Regions from separate parts of the Oryctolagus cuniculus genome. Here region 1 is linked to region 2. Evidence: chromatin contacts called from public Hi-C data. All regions are on one chromosome and are shown on one strand. The core of a region is the stretch at or near the end of the contact, and the rest is flanking DNA. Distances in the headings are between cores, read along the strand shown. Region 1 has its middle 110 kb from the start of EEPD1. Region 2 holds the start of SEPTIN7 (septin 7).

What was found. Hi-C and Micro-C count contacts between places; a contact is called where the count stands out from the background.
Region 1: a Hi-C map of embryonic fibroblasts shows a contact between it and region 2, with 3 times the contacts expected there. The contact joins the enhancer-like site here to the promoter of SEPTIN7 in region 2. A contact is called at or near these places in 5 of 6 Hi-C or Micro-C datasets (ear pinna, embryonic fibroblasts, psoas muscle and 2 more).

What each region holds. Positions count from the first base shown.
Region 1 is chr16:26,514,186-26,519,577 of mOryCun1.1, reverse strand. No RefSeq gene overlaps it. Among named protein-coding and RNA genes, the nearest start is that of EEPD1, 110 kb to the left of the region's middle. Within about 2 kb of position 3,472, at least 2 of the 8 cell types and tissues checked have an H3K27ac peak or open chromatin away from gene starts, as enhancers often do.
Region 2 is chr16:26,400,787-26,406,561 of mOryCun1.1, reverse strand. SEPTIN7 (septin 7) reads right to left here and starts at 2,420. Exons shown (of 12, transcript XM_070059718.1): 1 at 2,143-2,420. It overlaps HERPUD2 (HERPUD family member 2), which reads left to right and starts at 2,488. Exons shown (of 10, transcript XM_008261633.4): 1 at 2,488-2,602.

The DNA.
Region 1 (5,392 bases), core at 2,223-4,722, 110 kb before region 2:
TTGCTCTGGCCCTGAGTGGTCTTGCCTGGTTTTGCAATCAGCTAAAATCCTATGCCTTCCATGTGCACAACCCCACAGAAGCCACTCAGTCGCCGCTGACCTCGGAGAGAAGGGTCGGCAGAAAGGTCAACTTAACGAGTACCATTTGTAAGTCTTTTATTATGGCACAACAGACACCACACAAACTCTGCCATCTTAACCAGCTCCCAAGTGTGCTGCTCAGAACAACCATGGCCGCTATTTCCAAAAGCTGGCATCTGCTCTGCCCCCGTTCAGCCGTGGCTTCCAGCACCCCCCCCCCCCCCCAGCTGAGCTTGTTCTGGAGCCTGGGTTTGTGGAGTCACACGGGGTTGTCCTTGCACTTGCAGCATAACATTGTCATGGTCTGTGTGTGTTGCAGCACCTAGCCGCTCCATGACATTTCTTTTTTAATTATGTTTAGTTTTGAATGGCAGAGTGTCAGAGAGAGACGGAGAGACAAGAGAGAAAGAGATCTTCAGTCCACTAGTTCACTCCCCAGATGGCAGCAACAGGAACTCCCTCCAGGTCTCCCAGGTGGGCTCAGGGGCCCAAGCACTTGGCCACCGCTGCCGCCTACAACACTCTGATAATGGAAGGCAGCGGCTTAACGTGCCGCGCCACGACCGTTGTTTAGGATAAATTCCATTGCACGGAGCCATCCTTTCTCCTTGCGCGTTCATCCTTTGAAGGACACCTGGTTCGGCTGCCGTGCCCACGCACACGCAGTGCTGCTGCGGGCCCTGCCTTCCCTGGGCGGGCACACAGCAAGGAACTGCTGGGTGCTGCGTGTCCTACGTCTGCGGTTTTGTTAACTGTTGAACTGCTGTGTTCTTTATGCTTGGCTGTGCACTTCTGTTTCAAGAGGCTCTTTCTTTTGTAACAATCTTACAACATTTTCTTAAGTATCTAAAAAGGTAGCAGGCGCTGGGGTACTTCCGAAACCAAATCTGCCTGCTGAGTGACGTGGGAGAGAAGGCCGTTGTCTCCGGGGCTGGGCGGACTCTGGGGGTCAGGGCACTGCGCAGCGGCGGCCGCCAGGGGGCGCAGAGGAGCCCGCTGGCGCGCGCCGCTGGGCCTGAGGCTCCATCGCCCTCCCGCAGAACACGGGAGCCCTGTGACAGCGGGAAGGCCCAGCGCCGCCCAGGACAGAGGATGTGGGCACCAGAACCTGAGGGTTTGGGCCTTTCCCGGGATCGCAGAAGGGAAAGCAAATGTCGACCCAAACCGCTTTTTTGCAGACGGTGTTGCCCTGCTGTCAGAGGCCAAGGGCTCCTGGCCAGCGGAGCCCCAGGCACCGGCGTGCCCCATGTGGAGCAGGTGCACGCCTGTGCCTTCTCCGTGACCCCGCGACGACCCCACACTCAGAGGTCGGATCGGAAGAAGGAAGGAATGAGTGAACGTGGCTACCTCACGCAGCAGAGAGGGAAGGGCTGGGGGCCCTGGCCCCTAGACCCCGGCTGATTCCACACAATCTACCCACAGAGAGTCTGGCGATTCACTCCAAAACAGTGGGGCTGGGGGCACAGGGACCTAAGGCAAGACTCCGGGTCTGTAAGCGTGAACCCATGAACTGCTGTGGGCTCTGCCGAGGGCCCTGAGTCATCCTGTGCTGCTCACTGGGCTGTTACATTCGCCCATTTCCTCCTTCTAGGAAATGCGCGCCTAGGTATTTGAATAAGGGACACATCAGAGCTGCAAGACTCGAACATGCTTCAGGAAAAAAGTACATTTTTTAAGTCTGAAATCATGCCCAAATGGAAAGTTCAAAGGAGGAAAAAAGCTTGTTAACAATCTGAACCGGAGAAATGGCATTTGGCAAGGAGTGGTGGCTACCAACAGGAAGCCAGCCCTGGGCTGGAGGGCTCTGGAAGCATCTGGCCACGGCAAACCTACATCCAAGCTGAGCAGGGACGGAGCCAGGTGGAGCTCCTGAGGGTCCAGGTCCCAGGGTGTGGCAGCAGGGGTGTAGACGGACAGCCACCACAGGCAGAGCCCCTGCTACACTCACCAGTGTGTGAGGCCCAGGCACCTCACTGACCCGGATCCCTGGGGGAGACCAGCTTTCAGGGCAGCAGGGGTGCCGACTCCCACGGTTCTCACTGACCGTGTCTGTACCGCCCTCCATACTGGTGCCGCTGCAGGTCCTCCCTGGAGTCTTGGAACTCTACAGCAGGCGGAGAGACCCCGCTCTCTCCTCTATCACCACACTGTAGGAATGTCAACATGTTGTCCACAGAGGCCTATGTCTGGCCAGTGGGGACATCTGGTCTGAGCAGAGGGGACAGGAGACACAGCAGCCTCCCCAGAAGCTTGTGAACCAACTAAAAGCCATGGATTTGGGGGCTTTGCTCATGTTGAAGTACATTTGTAAAACCTGTACAAGAAATGTTCACTGTGACATTATGGAAAACTGCTTACTAATCGGAAGATGGATGCAAGGCGCCAGCCTTCTGGTCCTCCGGCTCTTGTACAGCCCCTCCCAGAGGGAAGCAAGCTGCATAAGCAACAGCACTCTGAGAAGTTGCGCTGCCACCAGGTCACAAAAAGCACTCCCCAGCGAGAACCAGCCCGCCAAGTGCTCAGCTCACCTGCCTATCACCTGAAAGCTGAGAGAACAGATGTTACTGTTACAGCTTTAGTGTGGCTTAAATGTTGCCCTGGCTAGAAATGGGAGGCACCTGTTCTGCAACAATGGTAACCAATCCTGTTTTAATTGGGCAGTGAAAAGTCTGCTGGCTTTTACCCAGGGTTCAATGGCTGTCACAGGATGCCCCGGCCATAACTGACAGCCCGTGCACACAGCAGGTGGTATTCCACAAACACCTGGTGCATTTTGCCGGTTCTGTTCCTTTCCCACAAACTTCCAAGTGAGGTCTCTTGACCAGGTCAACAGGCTTTCTTCCCAGTTTGCACACTATCTAAAAACTATTCCTTCCCAGTTGGCAGGAGGGAACTCAGCCCCCTCCAGCACAAACTGAAGAGTTCGGAACAGGAGCTGTAACCAGGCCAATCCCCTAAGAAGGGAGAAGCCACAGCATGTGGCTTCACTCCATCTTCCAAGCACCTGAGTATGAGGGTGGGGGTCTAGTTAGGCTCTAACGGGGCACAAGTTCAGGAAAGAAAATGCCAATATGAGTTCCTGGCACCTATGGCCAGCAACCAGAGGTCTAAGGATTTCAACCCGAAATGTTGGTAACAATATTAGCTCTGGCTTTGTTTTGGAAAACACTAAGCCACACGTTTGTACAATCACATTGAAGAGGGAGAGAAAAGACAAGTTTGTCGGCTCTGACTCGCCACGCGGTCCCCCCTTCTCCCATGTGAATGCCACATTTCACAGACCTCTGCCCTCCCCCCCCCACCCCGGCCCAAGGGATTTCAGAAAGCTTCAGTGCCATCAGATTGGACAGGCCCACCAACTCTGAGTCTGTGTGGCCAGCAAGGTATCAGTTTCAGCCTGTCCTCTTGAGTGCCTGGCACAGGGCTCGTTCTGTCACTTGACCCTTTGCTGATACAAAGCCATTTGGCTGGGCCCAGCACCCCCAGGCCAAATGTTCAGGCCAAGAATAGTCTTCATTCTTCCCATGAAGCTTTGAAAAGCTTCAAGAACACAGGAAATTACTAGCCCTCATTTTCTGCTGACAACAGCTAACATTAAACTTTGAACATTCTATGGATGAATCCCAAAGCATGGGAACAAAGTGTGCTTGAAAAGCAGCAGCGTTTCCACCCGAGAGACTGAAACCCACCTCAGCACTCCTGAGAGAACCTCTAACTCCCATCACTCACACCTTCCCCTGCCGACCAGAGCTGTGTCCCTTCCATGCGGAAACACACTTCATCAATTCTGAGAGCTCTGTGTACAAAGTTGGTCTAGCGGCTCTTTGTGGCGCTCTGCACACGCACTGGCAATGAATCATCACCTATAACTGGGACAAACAGTTTTTGGTCACAGCCTTAGCAGATCCTCACTTCCATCAGCCCTAAAACACTCTCTCAAGGTCCCGATGCCTTCACCTGTGCTGTCACAATGTACTCTTAATTCTAACCAGGAAGCAGGGGCAGGCTTGACTTGATAGCAGAGGAAACAACATTCAGGAAGGAAAAATAGAGCAAGATTTGAAGGCACGTTTCCTACTCCAGGCTGCCTGGTCCCCAGAGGACTGCCCTCACCAGTGAGCATCTGCTTGTGCTAGTGGTTCTACAGAACACAGCTCAGGCGCACAGCAGACCCGGTGCCAGAACGGGTCCTGCTGTCACCAAGATTAAGTCGAACTCCAGCTCTGTGTGTCACCACTTGTCTATTGGTAAGTTACTGAAAATTTCCAAAGCTTGGGTTCCACATCTGTATAAGGAAGATAGTTATCTACTAAGGATTAGATGAAGATAATACTGATAAAACTACTACTGTCGGGAACATAGTAAGTGTGCAATAGCTAGCTAGCTGTTATTACAAGGATATGGAAAAAACTCTACATGAAGTACGGAGGTATTTCAAAAAGGTAGTGAAAAATGGGATTCAAAGCTAAGTTCATTTTGATAAAAAAAATTTGAAACCCATGCATTACATAACACACATTTTCTATAAACTTTTTGGATGATTCCTCATATTCATGGACTTCAAAAATTTTTGCATGAAAATCAACATCTTCTAATCCCATTTTCTCCCATGATTTTCTGAAGTCCCCTCAGACAGGGCTTTTGCTTACATCTGCAAGCTTTTTATCAGAGTTTCAATTCACAGCAGTGGGAGACACATTCTCCTTCCCCACCAACTAGGATGCTGCAGTATCTTCTCTAGCTCCTTCCCTGGGCATCCAACTACAAACTGTTCACACACTACCTGGACCAACCCAAGGAGATAGTGCTGATGATTCGCTCGGGGCTTGGGAACAGAATGCTAACCTTTTTCTTCTTTTTTGGGGTTGTTTCAGGGGTGGACAATTGGCTTAGCAGTTAAACCAACCCACATTTGTGTTCAACTCCCAGCTCCAGCTCCTGACTCAGCTTCTGCAGACACTGGGAGGCAGTTCCTACCACCCATGTAGGAGATCCGCATTGAGTTCCCTGTCTGACTTCAGCCTGGCCCAGCGCAGACTGTCATGGACATTTGGGAATAAACCAGTAAGTGGGAGCTCTACCTCTGCCTCTCAAGTAAATAGGAAAATGTTTCTCCTTTAAAAAAGCATAAAAGTGTCTCATAGTGTTCACAGTATAGTTGTACATTTATTTAGTTTTTATTGATTCCTATAATCATGGATACATGCTCAAAATAAGGAGACAAGATCAGGCTATGTAACTTTCTAAATCAACATTTTACTCTTGCTGCATTCACGGCCATCATGCCATCTTTCCTCATTTTTCCCTCCCT
Region 2 (5,775 bases), core at 1,171-3,670:
AAGCCACAAATATAACTCTTCTTTCTCCCTCTTTCCTCACCCAACTTTGTTGTTATAGTGTAACCTTCTAGACTGTCATACGGTCTGACAGGAGTCCTACCTTGTCTCATACTAGTTCAAAAGTCCTAATACAGAAACCGGTGTTGTGGCACTGCCTGTGACACCAACATTCCATATGGGCACCATTTCAAGTCCCCAGCTGGTCCACTTCTTATCCTGCTCCCTGCTAAAGACCTGGGAAAAGCAGCAGAAAACAGCCCAAGTGTTTGGGTCCTTGTCACCACGCAAAGAAGCTCCTGGCACCTGGCTTTGGCCTGGCTCAGCCCAGGACATTGCAGCCATCTGGGGAGTGAAACAGCAGATAGAAGACCTCTCTCTCTCTCTGTAACTCTTTCATATAAATAAATAAATAAATAAATAATTTACTAAAAAAAAAAGCCGTCGTACAAATTTATTTAAGATGACTTCTATACAGGAAAATGCACAAATCCAAAATAATAAATTTTATAACAAACTTTTAAAACACTCTATTGATAATATTACCTTTCATACTTTCATAGTTGTGTACCAAATGCCTTCCACATTTATGTCATAGCTCCACTCAACCCTACCTCCTCTAGCCCCACCCACTGAACAGCTGGGTGGGATGAAAGATTGTGTCCTGCCCACCCTCTGCCACCGCCCCATCACACCACCTCTTGCCTCCTTCCCTTGCTGTTAAAAGAAAAGGAATCCAGGCAGCACTGACACAGAAACTGTTCCTGCCCATCCTTCAGCCTATGAGAATTCCATGAATGTCATGGCTACCTTTACACTTAAACCCAACTTGAGCATAAACTTTAGGGGGAAAAACAACAGACTATACACATCACCTGCAGGTCGGAAAATATGTGAAACAAGTGAAATGCTTGTGTATCCAGACTGTCTGTTCATTTATATTCTAAAGGGCACTCAGGAAGATATTCTTTCATTTCAAATAACAAAGCCAAAAGAAATAACTGTTAAACTGGCAATAAACTGGCAAGAATGTAAATAATAAGTTATTATTTCTGTAACTAAGCAAACACCTGGACAACACAAAGTCTTTCCCCACGACTATGAAAACCAGATTTGAAACTGTACTCTGAAAAAGTAACTTAGCAAATGGGTTGCTCATTTCATATTATGGAGTATGAAATGGAACTCGGGAGTGGAAAATGTGAATGAATTGGTCTGCTCTTTTTCCAATATGTGGGGGAGGAAAGGAAATGAAGGACTTCTTAGGAGAATAACTAAGAATACTTAAAGTAGACTCAAAAATTAATTTTCTTAAACTTTACCAGTCTGTAGCCCCGCTTCCTCCCTTTCCCAGGGACCCTTCCCATCCTTTCCACCTCCTCCGGAGGGCGCCCTTCCCAGACATTCTCTTCTCCCTTTTCCTAAAAATTATGCCCAAATCCCAAACCAAGCTTCCGATCCTTGGTCCACAAGACCTGCCCGCCCTCCACCGGCCCTCCGGCAGCGCCAGGGGAAAGGCAACCCCAGAGGCGGGGAGGGGAAGGCGAGCCAGCGACGCGGGCTGCTGGAGCTGCAGCGGCCGCCGCCTCCACCGCAGCCCCAGCCTGGTGCATCCTTCTTCCTCCCTCCGCCGCCGCCCTCCTGGGCCGGCCCACTCGGCACCCGCGCCCCGGCGCGCACACATCCCCACCCTCGCCGCCGGGCCCGCTCCCCGGCCAGGAGACCGCCGCCGAGGGTGCTGCGGCCCGCGACGTGAGGACGCAGGGCCGCGGGGGCCAGCGGGCCCGGGAGGAGCCGAGGGAGGCAAAAGGGCTCTGCGAAGGCGACCCCCTCGGGCTGCTCCGAGCGCGGAGGCCGCGGCTCCGCTCTCCCCGCGCCCCGGGCCCGCCCGCCGCGGCACAGGAAATGCCGCCGCCTCGGCTCTCCTCACGTTCAATTCAAACTGTCACCGCCGCCGCCTCCCCTCCCCCCGGGCCCGCCGCCGCCGCGCCCCGGGCCCGCCGTCGCCCCCCACCCCTTCTCCCCTCACCAGTGCCCCCCGCCTCGCCCCAGGGCGTTCCCCCGGCCCGAGCCAGCGGCCGCGATGCCCCCTCGGCGTCCGGAGCAGCAGACCGCGAGTCGTGGCGGCCCAAAGCTGAGACTCACCCATGGTGCTGCTGTTGACGCTCCTCTCCTCAGCAGCAGCGGATCTCGCACTGAGCGACATCCCCTCCCCCCTCCGCGACCAGCCCCGGCGCAGCGCAGCCCGCCGATTCTCCAAAGCCGCCTACGCAGAATTCGCGGCGTAGCCGCTCGGCGTCGCTGCCCTGCTTACGCACGCGACAGCAGGCGGACTCCTCCACTGGCTCTCGCCCTACTCCGCTCCCTCCTCCGCCGCCCGCCTCCTCGGACGAGGCTTCCGGGCTGAGCCGAGACAGGCTTCGATCTCGCGAGATCAGCTCCACCGCTGCCCCGCCGCTTTGCTCCATTTCGAGCATGACTTCATTGGCGTCAGCGCCGTGTTGCTGCTCGGGTTTGGCCGCCATGTTTCAATTGGCCGGATTTGGCAACCCTGTCCCGGGGTCAAGGATAGTCGAGGCGTATTTTTTCGACACTGATTCTTAAGGTTAATCATGTCACATTTCCCGCTGAAAATTCTGGGGACGCTTAGAGGGAGGGGTCGGTGCGGTACGAGGGTGGGGTCTTGCCCGGATTAAAGATGGCCGCCACCAGGGCCGCCCCGCGTAGTTTCACGTCAGGTTTTGGAGCTGCGGGAGCCGCCGGGTTGGCCTCAGCGCCTCTTTACGGAATTGGCGTAAGGCAAAGAGGCGCTGCTGGAAGAGCCAGACGGGGAGACTTCCCTCAGGGCGGGGACCGCATCCGCGCCCCAACTAAGAGCTGCCGACCTGCGGTGGTTTTGTGAAAAGAGGCACTTCGGGGCAGGTGTCTGTACCCGCATCTATCCCCGCTGCCTCGGCTTCCTTGACTTTTGGGGTGGAGAGTGAGAGTAGGCCTCCCTGGTTGCCCCTAAATTTCCTGGCGCTGTCACTTGCTGGCGGCCTGGCACAGCCCAGAGGAAGGCTGCCGCAGCCTCCACTGCGGACTCCCGCTGGTGTTGGGTCACTTTGATGTGCCCGCCTCTGTCCTCGGTGAGCTCACACCGTAGTTGAGGAAATGAATGGACACGCCGCGAAACTTGGGTTACCCCGTGAAGAGTCACGGGGGTTAACCTGTTATCTTGTACTGGAGCGGGGAGTATCCGTACCTGTTGGAGCCTTCCCAGGTGCATCCTAGTGAAAGTCACTCACTGTGTCCCAGGGGCACAGGCAGGGTTTTCTGTACCTTTCTTGAAGCTGATGGCCCTCTTCCTGGTGTAGTTCATGAACGTGAATGAGCTTTCCTGTTACACTATAAGGGAGTTTTATATACATACATATACAAAGTTATACGCAAGTGTTCCTAGCGGCGTAGTTTATATTAATAAAACAATAAGTGTCCACTAATAGGGTGAATGAATAAGTTACATTGTTGGACAAAGTTACAATACTAAATGAAAGCAATGAACTAAAGTTACTAATATAAATAGAGAGAGAATTAATAATTAACATAATATGGAGGGTACAAGTTGCAGAAGGGGGTATGGTATATCATAAATAAAAGTTTAAACATAACGTGAGGTCAATGTCGTTTAAGGAAATGATAGGGAACAAATTCAGAATAATGGTTACTTGCAGAGAAGAAGAGAAAGGAATGTAACAGGGAGGGTTCAGTTGTATCTATAATGTGTTCTTTTCTACCTAAAGCATGTGCAGAAAATGTGGTAAAGTGTTAAGATTTGTTAAAACTATGTGGAAGGTACATGGATGCTGAATTGTTATTATAATAAATATTTCCAAATAATTTTTAAAGGAAGAACATTTTTCCTAACATAACTTATTTTGATGTGTTAATAAGTTTGTATTTTTACTAAGTTGCTCATAAAGTCTGTTTTAAATTTCCAGAATTTCAAAGGAGCATTTTACTTTGGTAAATTTTATTACTAAAAACAAACAAAACCACATTGCAGCAGGGAGGATACACAGGGCCTCTGGAGTTAGATTGCCAGGGTGCCAGGGTGCAATCTCTGCTCATCATTTATTTGACATGTGATCAAGAATAAGTTACTTAACATTTTTGGGATCCAGTTTCCTCATCTGTAAAAGGAAATAATACTTCTAATGAGTTTTGTGTGTGTCTTAAAGAAAATAATACATGTGCCCAGTGTGTAGTAAATGCTTAATAAATGTTACCTGCATGTAGATCCATTTAAGATATAAATAAAACCAAATGTTATTATTAATATAGTATGATAGTCTATAAAGAAGACAATCTTTGCCTCCCATCCCGAGACCAAAAGTTTGAGAACTGCTGCACTAGCACATACTGTTTGTTCAGTGCAACTGTGTAAATGATCAGTGACTATTAGTTTTCCAAAACTCAGACACTTAGCTACTTAATGTTTCCTTCATTGACAATTTTCTCAAAATGCCCAGACTTCGGGGGGCACTTGGCACAGTGGTTAGGATGCTGCTTCAGATACCCCCATCTCATATTGGAGTACCTGGGTTTAAGTTTTGGCTCGAGTCCAGGTACCGTAGACACTGGGAGGCAGTAGGTGACGGCTGAAATAATTGGGCCCTGCCGCACATATGGGAGTCCTGAATGGAGTTCCTGGTTCCTGGCTTTGGACTGACCTAACCCTAGCTGTCACAGGCACTTGGAGAGTGAACCACTGGATGGGAGCTCTCTGTCTCTCAGCCTTTCAAATAAGTACAAAATAAGTTAACTCTTTTTTTTTTTTTTTTTACAAAGCCAGACTTCATATCTGAATAGATTAAAATAAATCTTAGTTTCTGAAAATGCAGAAATGCAAGTATTTTTTAGGTGAATGTGCTTTGTCAGCTATGTAATATAATATATTCTTGTATTAGTAATTGTCTATGATTAAGTATAGACCAACATTCTAGCTTTAGTAGGACAACCAGGATCACCTATAATAATCTGGTAGTTGACCTCAATATAAAATTTTTCATATCCATTTCACATCAATCTGATTTAATCCATATAATAATTTTATTAAATATTTATTAAATGAGAAAACCAGAGTTCAGAGAAGTGAAGTGATTTTGCTTAAGATTTTGAAAATGTATGGGCCTGAGAGAAGGTTCAGAGAACTCATATTTTTCCAACATATGAGACCTCAGGTGAAGAGATTTGTTTCTCTGTTGTCCTGAACCTATCCTACATTTGCTATACATTTAGTCTGGTGAGACAGTAAGATGGTTATTAAAATTTACAGATACTTTTACCTGCATTGCAAGCACCTGTGAGTGTTATTAGGTCTAAATGAATGTTCTCCTTGAGGGCCAACTCAGAAAGTAGAGTAGAAAGGAAATGTCACCTCTCGTAGAACAGATCTGACCTGTTTTCTATACTACCAAAAATTAACAGGCATTGCCAAATGAGGGTGGAGCTTGAGATTTCAGATATGTGTGAACTGAGTTAAGCAATCTGCAGTGTTTCCTTAACAGTAATCTCCAGGTATCCAAAGTGTCCTAAGTGCTTTGTATTTCTCCTTTTAAGGTCAGTGGAAAAGAAAGAGCGTTAACTAAATAACTTTTTTTCTGAAAAAGTTAGAAGTATATAACTTATTCAAAAAAGCTAAAACTAGTTGTTTCATATGAATTAATTTGGGAGTATTTTTTCAAGTCAAATTTAAAAGAAGAAGGCCGGCGCCGCGGCTCACTAGGCTAATCCTCC